Linked DNA regions of Mus musculus: region 1 is linked to region 2. A link is a contact called in public Hi-C data. All regions are on one chromosome and are shown on one strand. Each heading gives the region's core, a stretch centred on a gene start, on an enhancer-like site or on the middle of the called end of the contact. The rest is flanking DNA. Distances are from core to core; before and after follow the strand shown. Region 1 holds the start of Kcnk9 (potassium channel, subfamily K, member 9). Region 2 has its middle 110 kb from the start of Gm23217.

The links. Hi-C and Micro-C count contacts between places; a contact is called where the count stands out from the background.
Region 1: a contact with region 2 is called in a Hi-C map of cerebellum, with 2.8 times the contacts expected there. The contact joins the promoter of Kcnk9 here to the enhancer-like site in region 2. A contact is called at or near these places in 2 of 484 Hi-C or Micro-C datasets (cerebellum and cerebral cortex) and 1 of 9 other capture datasets (pancreatic islet).

What each region holds. Positions count from the first base shown.
Region 1 is chr15:72,543,894-72,549,410 of GRCm38.p6, reverse strand. Kcnk9 (potassium channel, subfamily K, member 9) reads left to right here and starts at 1,712. Exons shown (of 2, transcript NM_001033876.2): 1 at 1,712-3,414. The coding sequence starts at 3,132.
Region 2 is chr15:72,357,976-72,363,046 of GRCm38.p6, reverse strand. No RefSeq gene overlaps it. Among named protein-coding and RNA genes, the nearest start is that of Gm23217, 110 kb to the right of the region's middle. Within about 2 kb of position 2,171, at least 20 of the 459 cell types and tissues checked have an H3K27ac peak or open chromatin away from gene starts, as enhancers often do. A contact at or near this core is called in cerebellum and cerebral cortex, where this site is marked.

The sequences.
Region 1 (5,517 bases), core at 463-2,962, 190 kb before region 2:
TCGCTTGTGGTGACTCACTCCGCAGCCAGGCTCCCTTGCAAAGCACGGGGGCCTTGGCTTCCAAAATGAATTTTGGGGAGCGCACCTGATCAGGTGGAGCTCCCCATCCGGGTACCAGGAAGACCACACGGAGACTTGACTGTTCAGGAATAGCTCACAGCGCCCGATGCCCCTGCCCTGTGGTGCACTCATGATCCTTTAAATTTTACCTGGGAGCATACATGAAGCCCCTAGTCCATCGGGCTATGCGTCTGGGTAGACAGAGGCTGGGGCATGGTCTAGGAAGCTGAAGAACACAGGGTTTCTAAGTCTCCGAACTCTTTCAACAGCTGGGGACGATTCACAGGCTGCTCCTATCTCCATGGACAGCTTCTAGCTCCCGCCTTTTAGCTGTTGCTTGGTGGTCACCAGATCTCTTCATCAGCGTCCATGGCTAGGGACAGAGAAGATAGCCTGGTCGAGGAAACCAAAGCCCGGGGTCTCAAAAGCGTGATTCTGTCTGTCCCAGTCCGCAGCAGCACTGCTCTAGGGGAGCTTTGTGAGCAAGAAAACCTCTGGGCAACCTAAAGAGGATGGGTGGGTGGGGAACCCAGAAGACCTAAACAGGAATCCTGGCTTCTTCCTTAAACTCAAAGGCTAGTAGCTCCCTGGCCAGATCCTCCTGTTCTATTTCCAAGCCTTAACCTGGAGGGTGCCTCGCCGGGGGAGCGCGCGCGGGGGGGGGGGAAGTTCCTGCACTCTGCTCCTCAGCAGAGGAATCAAGAAATGAACAGTGAAGAAGCGCGCGCACTGGGGGAAGTGGGGATGGGGGGTGGGGGCGGGGAGGCTACTGCTGGAGAGGGGAAATGAGAATTCCTGTCCATCCTTTCTTGAGGTGTAACTCTTAAAAGTGGTGGTCTGCGAGATCTCTAGGGAAAAGTAGCGGGGAAGGGGGGTAGCAGGTGCAAGACCACCCGGGACACAGCCACTATCCGAACTAAGGTGGCTGTCAAAACCCCAACAATCTAGAAGGCAGTATCCAGTAGGGCGCTGCTGAGCCAGGTGGCTGCTGCAGCTGGACGTGTGTGTGTGTGTGTGTGTGTGTGTGTGTGTGTGTGTGTTACAAGGGGGAGCGTGTGGCCACTGCTGTTGCACTCTCCAGGGCTCATAGCCCCTTCCTTTTCTATTTCCAACTCTCCCGGTTTTTGTTGTTGTTGTTGTTTTCCCCCATAAAAGGTTAATCTGTCTCCACTGGTCAAATTCGTTTTTCATCCCCAGCTGCAGGGCCCTCAAACTCTCTCTTCACTTTGCCAAGGTTGGGTGCGCTCTTAGGGGAGCAGTACTTTTTCAGAAGGAAGCCACTTCATCCCCATCTCAAACCCTCTAGCAGCTGGCCTCCCATCCCCGAACCCTAGCAGCACCTAGTTCAACCCCTTTCCTTTTCTCTCTCTCTGGCCATCACTCCTGGGCTCCTTCATGTGCACCCTGCGCAGTACCAGGTCTGCTGCAGGAGCTGCCACTGCCGCCTCACCAGCTGGCTGGGGACCAGGCGGGAGGTGGCGCGACCCAGAGGCTGCAGGAGGGAGGGAGGGAGGGAGAAAAGAGAGGAGGGAGGGAAGCCGGTCCTCGGAGTAGCCTGCCCCCCTCCCTCCCGCCGGAGCGGGGCCGTCAAACGCAAACACGCGCGCACGCACACCCGCGAATACATACACTCGGGCTCCCTCCGGCGCGCACGCACAGCGCCTCAGGCAGACCAGAGCGGCGGCTGCCTCTCTGGACTCCTGGACGCCAGAGTCTTAGGATCCTCGGGCAGCTGATGCGCCTTTGCCTGTCCCCATCCCTACCCTTCAGTTCCTCCAGGGCTGCGGGACCCCTCCCGCCGCCGCCGCCACCTCGCCCGCCACCCGGCGAGGAGCTGGCTGGCCGGCCGCTGCCGCGCAGTTCCCTCTTCGTCCCCGAGGTAGCTCCGTCGCGGCTCCTGTCTTGGGCTTCGTCGTGTTCCTGAGCTTCAGAGGCTGAGCAGAACAAACTTCGCAGATCGGCTGTCGCGCGGCGGGCACCCCGCGTGCCCCGCGCGCCCAGGTGGGCACGGGGCTTTCGGATCTTGGGGCATCGGGTTTCCTCGCCCGTTGCCCCTGCTAGATAGACTTTATCCCTGCTTGCAGGGATTCTAGAGACTCCTTCACTTAGCAAACTTTCTATTTCCCCCAACCCAAAGGGGGTGAAGAAAGCTAGAGGGAGAAGCAGGTCCCCGCGGGGCAACCGCCACACTGGAGGCGATTAGCTGGGCCCCGCTAGCCGGGGAACGCATCAGGGATGGGGAACCCCTCCCCGGGTCTCCCTCTGTCCCGGCTACCGATCCTGCCCCAACCGAGCCCGCAGGCTCGAGGGGCGAGGTGCCCAGGACCAGACAGCCCGCGCGGAACGAGCTTGGGCCATCCATCCGCACAACCATCCGCACTGGGGCAAACCGCTTGACCCAGGCCTGGCATAGGGTGTCCCGGGTTCAGGATCGCTGGCCTCCGCGCCAAAGCAATGTCATCAACATGTCCACCATTTCGCGCGCCCCGGTGGTGATCACCACGCCCGCGGACCCCCCTGTGTACGCGGAATCCGTTGCACTGGGTGCTCCCGAAGAGCCCGCTGTGCCCGCGGAACCCGCTGCGCCGGCGGAACCCGCTGCGCCCACGGAACCCGCTGCGCCCGCGGAACCCGCTGCGCCCGCGGAACCCGCTGAGCCCGCGGAACCCGCTGAGCCCGCGGAACCCGCTGAGCCGGCGGAACCCGCTGCGCCCGCGGAACCCGCTGCGCCCGCGGAACCCGCTGCGCCCGCAGAGGAAGCCGAGCCTGCCGAGCCCGGGGCGTCCGCTGGTCCCGCAGAATCCGCAGAGTCCGGGGAGCCCGGTGAGGTCGTTGAGTCCCAGGAGCCCGCGGCACCCGGGGAGACCCCTCAGCCTTCAGGTGGTGGTGAAGTTCGTGAAAGTGATGATGCCCAAGAGGAGACCGAAATTTCCAACATCAGCTGTGGCATCTGCTGCTACCACCGCTTGCAACTTCGACTCCATCGTAGAGGAGGCTTGGTCAGCGCCGCGCTGCATTGGGATTCTCGTGGTCTGGTCCAACTTCCCTTTAGCATCTCCTTCTTCGCGGCCATGAAGCGGCAGAACGTGCGTACCCTGTCCTTGATCGCCTGTACCTTCACCTACCTGCTGGTCGGTGCCGCGGTGTTCGACGCCCTCGAGTCGGACCATGAGATGCGCGAGGAGGAGAAACTTAAAGCCGAAGAAGTCCGTCTCAGAGGCAAGTACAACATCAGCTCCGATGACTACCAGCAGCTGGAGCTGGTAATCCTGCAGTCTGAGCCCCACCGCGCTGGTGTCCAGTGGAAATTCGCCGGTTCCTTCTACTTCGCCATCACTGTCATCACAACTATCGGTAAGGAATGGGTGTGCCGCCACCGGGCTCGAGGGAGACACGGGAGGGGTCTAGGAGATGTAGCGCACACGAAGCAATGCTGAGGTGGGGGTGGGGGCTTCCCAGGTTTAAGACAGACCCTGTTTCAGTGTCTCATCCCTCAGGGGCATGACCTCACTCTTCCAGGGGACCCTATCTGGTGCCCCAGACTGCTCTGGTGTTTGGGCCAGGCTTGGGAACTCTCAGAGTCAGTGCTGTTGTCTTGAGGGTGGAGGCGCCACTTTTGCGAAGAGTGGAGCGCTAAGAATAATCCCACAGCCGAACACCCACCCACCTAACGCCCCAGTGTTGGCTGCGCTTCCCTGAGTGGGTTCCAAGCCTTAAACTTACTATCTCTTGGGGAATTTGGGACAAAGCTGGTGGGACATTAAGGTGACAGGAGGTTGTTTATAGAGCTGTATGTAGGAGGGGGTGGTACTGGTCCTTCCTCACCTGGGGACCTTTTGAGATTTCAGCACCCAATATCCTTCTTTTGGGTTGCTGAGAGTGTTAGGTCCTGAGAGAAGAGTTTTCTCTTCTATGGTTGGGGTGGGGGTGGCAGCAGGTGACCTGCAATGCGGTCCTGGTGGGTTGGATGTGGCAGTGCTTGTTTGCCCTTGTGGACTGGGACTGCGGACCAGAGGAGTCTGGGTGTTGTTTGAAAACTGGGGGAGTTTAACCCTTTCTGGGAAAGAGTCCATCTAGTACAAGATGAGACTGCCTGTATGTAGCTTCCCTGATTCACACAGGTTACGGTTCAGAGATCAATCTCTGGTGGATGGATCCCTATGACTGCATTCCCACTGAAGCTGGTGGTTGGGAGACACCCCTGGATTTGCACATGGAAACCTGTGGGAATGGGAAGGCCAGACTTTATCCCAGGGGGTGTGGTAAATACCCTTCTGGCAGGAGGCAGAATGGTGTCTCTGGCTGGTCATTTGCCCTGTCTTGGCACAATACCTTGGTCCATCTCTTTGGATCTGTGAGAATCAGAATGTGGACTCAAATGTGTGCCCCTGTGTCCTGATAAAAAACCCTCTTCACTTATTTCCTTTTCTGGATCTCCCCTCGAATTTTCCCATGCATTTTTAATTAAAACAATTTTTTTTAAATCTGAAAAGCTCTGTGCTGTTGGGGTAGGGGGTGGGTACAGAGGATTTGAGGGTGCCAGCCATATGCAACAGGAAGCACCAGCCTGGGACAACCTGTCTTTCCTTCTTGTTTGAAAGACTTTTTGAGGGTTGCTTTATTTAAATATGCACTAAATCAGTGTAAGTTTTCATGTCTGGGGGAAAAGGCATCCCCTTTATGTTACTCATATAACATAAAGGACATGCTGGCCCTGCTGGCCCCAAAGCCCCCACCCCCACCCTGTGGCATTTCCAGGTTGGAAGAGAGGCCACTGGTCACTGCATCATTTCTGTCTTTGAACTGTGGTGGTGATATATGGATGTGTTCTGGGGACAGGTATATTTTCTGGAAGGCGAGAATATTGCCTGTGACAGAGAGAGAGGGGTGAGAAATCTCATGGTGCCCTTAACGTGCCTTTTGTGATCTAGGTCTGGAACAGAGACTTTGGTTTTCAGGCTAGTTCCCTGTGGCAAAATCAGCATAGAAAACTGTTGACTACTCCATAGAGGTGGGCGACACTGTGAGAGGGCTGGGTTTGTTAAAAACAAGCGTTGTCATGTTGCCACATTTCTTAAAAAACCAAATAGAACAAAACAGTAATTGAGCTTGAGGTAGCTTGCACTAACCATTGATATGACTGGCAGTTCTGGACATAAGCGTCCAATGTTTGAAACTCCAAAGAAAATGGTGTAGACAGAAGAGGAGCAAGTGCAACTGCTGTCCTGGCCCCTAGAGAAGGATGCTGCCATCAGTACAGGATCAGGGCCACTTGGGAAAGAGGAAAATGATGATTTCTCTAATTTCTTTTATTGGGTTTTTTACTGATTTTTGAAAGGTTGAAAACACACACAAGTACATACGTGTGCTCACATACACATACATACATCCACATTCTCATGCATATTCATATGCATGCATACATACATTTACACACATGCACAGACAGACACACAC
Region 2 (5,071 bases), core at 922-3,421:
TTTCCAGCAACCACATGGTGGCTCACAACCATCTATAATATGATCTGATGCCCTCTTCTGGCATGCAGATGTATAGGCAGATAGAGTACTCATATACATAAAACAAATAAATCTTTCTTTAAAAAAAAAAAGCTTTCACTAGTAAGAAAACATGCTTTTAAATGTTTGAAATATATCTCCCTTTAAAAGCCTGCTACTTTCTTTTAAACATAAGACCTTTTCTGTTGTGGTATTTCTGTAAGTACCTCACCATAATACTTACAGTGTTTCTACAATGGGTCATAGATAGTGTTAGATGAGAATCCAAGTTAACACTTACCTAAAGCCTACCAATTTTTCAAAGACGCCTGATTCACTATTCTTTTTCTAACATGCTAATTTTAAATACGACATCTGACATGATTAAACTTTCTGTGCTTCAACCTGTTTGTAGGTTTTCTGTTTTGTTCAGCCTTCCTACACAATTTCAGAATAGTATTTAAATTATTTAAATTATTTAGGCCTACTACATTTGTTGCTTCAAGGGACAAATTATACCTGGTGTGTTTATTGAAAACTTATTTTGGCTATTTCTCTGTGTTCAACATTTTTTTTCAGAAAAACTTTTAGAAATGCTTCTTGAAGCTTTACATTGGTACATAGGTTGGAGTTGTAGAAGCTTAACTTAATTTGATGAAAACTGACAGTTAATTCTCCAGCACAGAATGTGCCTGCCTGGAACTCATTATCCTTCTCTGTTTATTCAAACCTGCTTTGTGTTCATCAATAAGGTTTTGGCAGGTTTTAATCTGTGGGGAGGTGGTATTTTGAGGTTCCATAACTTTGTTTTCAACTGAGCTACATTGATTTATTCTAAGCTTTGTCAGGGCATTTCATAGCCATGGCTGCTCCTTTGAGAGAAGAATGCTTTAATGGATTAAATAGGGTATGTGTGTGCATACCAGAAAGTGACCTTAAGAAATGCTTAACAGGAGCATTGTTTTGTGTTGTTTTATTTTATAGACATCTATCACCTCTGGCTCTTGCTATTTTTCTGCCCTCTCTTCCAAGGTAATCTTATTTAGAGCTAAGCATTCTGCAGTTTCTTATTTTCTACTTCTTGACTAGTTGTGGGTCCCTGTTAATCACCATCTACTACAAAAGGAAGTTTCTCTGATGAGGGCTGAGGGGGTAAGGGACGAGCCAATCTACAGATACAGTGACAACTCACTTAGGAGTCAGTTCAAGACTATGCCCATTTATTGAATATTAGTAATATGTTCTCTTTTAGGACTTAGGATCTGTTTAGCCACACGTGATTGGCAGTTGCACAGGTTATGTCACAGGACTATAACAACATGCACAAGAGCTGTAGACAGAATACTAGCAATGAGATGGAGATGTAGGTACAAAAACCCCACTCCTGGTTAAGAAAATGTTGGTAACTCATAGCTGCTGGGAGAGGGAGCATCTGCTTTCTGTAAGGACCACACTTCAGTGACTGTCCCTATACCCAAGTTGTACACAGGTAGCACACATTGAACTCCAAAGGGGGAAAAAGACTCAACATTGAATGGAAGTAGAAAAAAGATCATGGGAGGAGTTGAGAGGTGAATATGATCAAAATATAAAATTCTCCAAAGATTAATAAAAATATTTCTTAAAAAGGAAATTCCTTACAGGGTAATTTAATTAAAGATAGATCTTTGAGACTCTTGACTATGTGTTCATTTCTTACCTTGCGTAGTGTATTTGTTTGTATCTGAGAGCAGAAAATTATTTGCCTCTAGAACTATTTTAAATTGTATACCTTCCATGAATCTTTAGAGGAGCCATGCTCTGCTATGCCCTGAGAAGCCTGCTCATCTACCCTTCGCTGTCTTTTCTGCCTGGCATTTGTTAAGAAAGCCTTACTTGTCCCTTAGTCAAAGGTTACACACCCTGATCTTTTCCTGAGTTGAGTCAACACTCTCCAGTGGCTTCTTCATTATCCCAGTGGATCCTGGTTTCTCTGGGCTCCAACATGGCTCAGAGCTCACCATCTTTCCTTCTCCTTGGCAGAGATCCCCATATATCCTGACAATGATTCAGACTGACTTAAACCTTGGGGTTGAGGGATGCCAGCCAGGGCATGAGATAGACAATCTTGGTGCCACATGGCACCTCCCACTGCTCCAACATGCCAACCAGAGTAAGCTCAAGCTGCCACCGTGTTTCACGTGCCCCTGCCTGCCTGCCTGCCTGTGTACTTGGGAGAGAAGAGAGTTCTCCATCCCATGGATTAAGTGGGCACCAGGCCAGCTGTCCTGCTTGGAGACAGGTGCTGGCTCCAGATGTCTCTCAGGGGCTCTCACAGCAAGACACAGATGGCAGCTCTCACTCTACTGCTTCATGCTTTGGCAGCTTGGGTCCAGCTCCAGGTTGCCCCTAACATTTCCCTGGCTGGAGAAGGAGGTGACCTAGGGGCACATAATTATGGATTGGTAGGGGTGCTAGATTAGACTCATTTCAAGTCGTACCGGTCCCAGTTTTTAAGAACTGCTTTACTAACTGGACTAGGCAAGTGTTGGTCAAGGTAACTTGAGTTCAAGAAGGAGGTCATAGAGAATGGTTGCCATGTGAGGTGTTATAACTGTGTGGGGAGAAGAGAGATACCACAGGAACCCCACTGGGCTCTAATCAACCTGAAGAAGCCACTCTCCCATCCTCCAGGGAAAACCAGAAACAGGCAAACCTTCTAACATAACATTCATTTTCTGTAGGAAGCTCTATTTTCAGGCACTGGGGTATTGAAAACCAGAAATAGCTTCTTTGACAGGAGGTGATCTCCTTAGCAACAGAAGGGCTCTCTGGCCAGCCAGCCTAGCCTGCTTGGCCAATGAGAGACTGCATCTCAAAAAGAAATCATAGCCTGCTTGGCCAATGCAAGCACATGTCTCATAATACACAGTAGATCATACCTGAGGCATGATACCTAAGGTTGACCTGTGGCCTTCGCATGCATGCACGCGAGCATTCACACACACACACACACACACACACACACACACACACACACACACACATTTAGGTGCATCTGCACACACATGTGCACACATTAAAAACACCCACAGCTTTAGAGAGCGTTCTTTCTCTTTTATTTCCTTTATTCACTGATTTAGCGGATGCTCTTGGATGGTGCCAGATGCCAGGTGTTCTTCTGGATGCTGGGAAGCCAGCTCGGGACACATATGTGAATTCTACCCTTTTGGCATTTCCTTTCTCGAGGAGCTTCGATCTCAGGCAAGCTAGTAGACTAGCTGGCAATTTCAGCTCATGACAGAAACTGACTGGCCTGAAGCTAATTGGGCAGGTGGGTAGAGAGCGGTGATTGGGAAACACCTGGGGTAGGGGCTTAAGAAGATGCCCTTAAGCATATTTCTCAAAGCAGAAAAAAACATTTCGTGTGCTGAATTTGAGTAAAAAGGTGTGCTCAGGGGGTTTGCCCAGAGGACACAGCAGCTTTTAATCAAACAAAGTGGAACTGAGCAGCTGCTGAGATCTTTGTATTTTTATAATACTTCTTTCAAGTGTCAGAACTCTGAGTCAAAGTGACTTCAATTCAGCCACTAACACAAGAAGGAGGAGAAAGAATTTTACTGTCTCTCTATGATGGAAAGCAGGCTGGGCCAGCATTGGAGAATCATCATTCTATGGCTATGACGAGGACATCCCTTAGATCCCTTCTCCCTGTGTCCTTTTCTGACACTGGCTCCCTTGTTACAGCATCAAGTCCAGGGACACATTATTCTTGGCTCGATGTGGATTGTGTGACCTTTCTAGCATGGAAGAGATAAGTCCTTGAGTAGCCCACCTAGGGCAATGCTGATGGAGAAGGAAGGGGCACATCTGATATGCCCTCACAAAGGGGAGGGGGCTAAACTAGGCATGGTGGCATGCCCCTGTAGTCCCCAGAATGTGAGGAAGTGGAAGTAGGAGATTCAGAAGAGTTTGAGGTCACCCTTTAGATAGAAAGTAATGACGTCAAGATCAGCCTGGGACTCATAAGACGTCTTTACTTAAAAAGGGGTGGGGTGGGGTGGGAGGAGGAAGCCTGATAGTCACTGCACAGCTTTTTAGGTGGTTGTTTCTGTTTGTAGACCTTTTTCCTTTATAATTTTTTTTTGAGACAGAGTTTTTATGAGACTTAGGGTGGCCTCAAGCTCACTACATAGCTGGTCTTGATCTTGAACTCCTGACCTGGCTCTACCTTTAGAGTATTGGGATTATAGGCATGTGCCAACATACTTATTCATATACATACTATAACAACTATCACACAGTACGAGTCTTGCTAGACACCTGGAGGGAGGAGCCAATTGTTTGTTTGTTTTTTTGTTTGTTTGTTTGTTTTGTTTGTCCCTTTTCTGCCTCTGGCACCGGGAAGTACAGAGGGATGCAACAGGCCTAAGCAGCTGAGTTGTGAGTGGGAGTGTGGGAGTGGATGTTAATTCTGCCTTTCCAGTAGCATTATCTCCCCATCCGTAATACGAAGATAGGCTCGGCGCCTCTTGCAGTGCATCTGAGCAGACAGTAAACGGAGAGAAGAGCCACGAATTCCAGGCAGGATGTGGCAGAAGGGTTGCAGCCCTCTAAGGAAATCATACATTATCCTGGAATGGTCTGTGGGCAGGACACACCAGTGTGGGAGTTTCAAGTGGCAGTGAGGCCCGGGGGATGGTGGCCTTTGTTAGATAACCCTAAGTACTATCTATCTCTCTTCCAGGAAATGAGGACAGATGACAGGCCCTGTTACAATGTGACCTTCTCTGTATTGAACAGTGATCCAAAATACTGTTTGCTCTTCCCTGAAGCTGTTTCTGACAAATATTCCTCATGGCCAATTCTAAAGTCTCTATATACTGAGGATGGATCATTTGATTTGGAATAGAGGGGTACTCTTCAGTGTCTGCGTGCAGTTAAAACAATCCTATACTATACAGATGGCACAGCATTAAAAATGATAGTCAGTGGTGATTCAGACAGGGAATTGTGTTCAGTGGGTGAATAACAGTACCCAGGGTGGGGCATGCTACTAAACCAACAAAGAGAT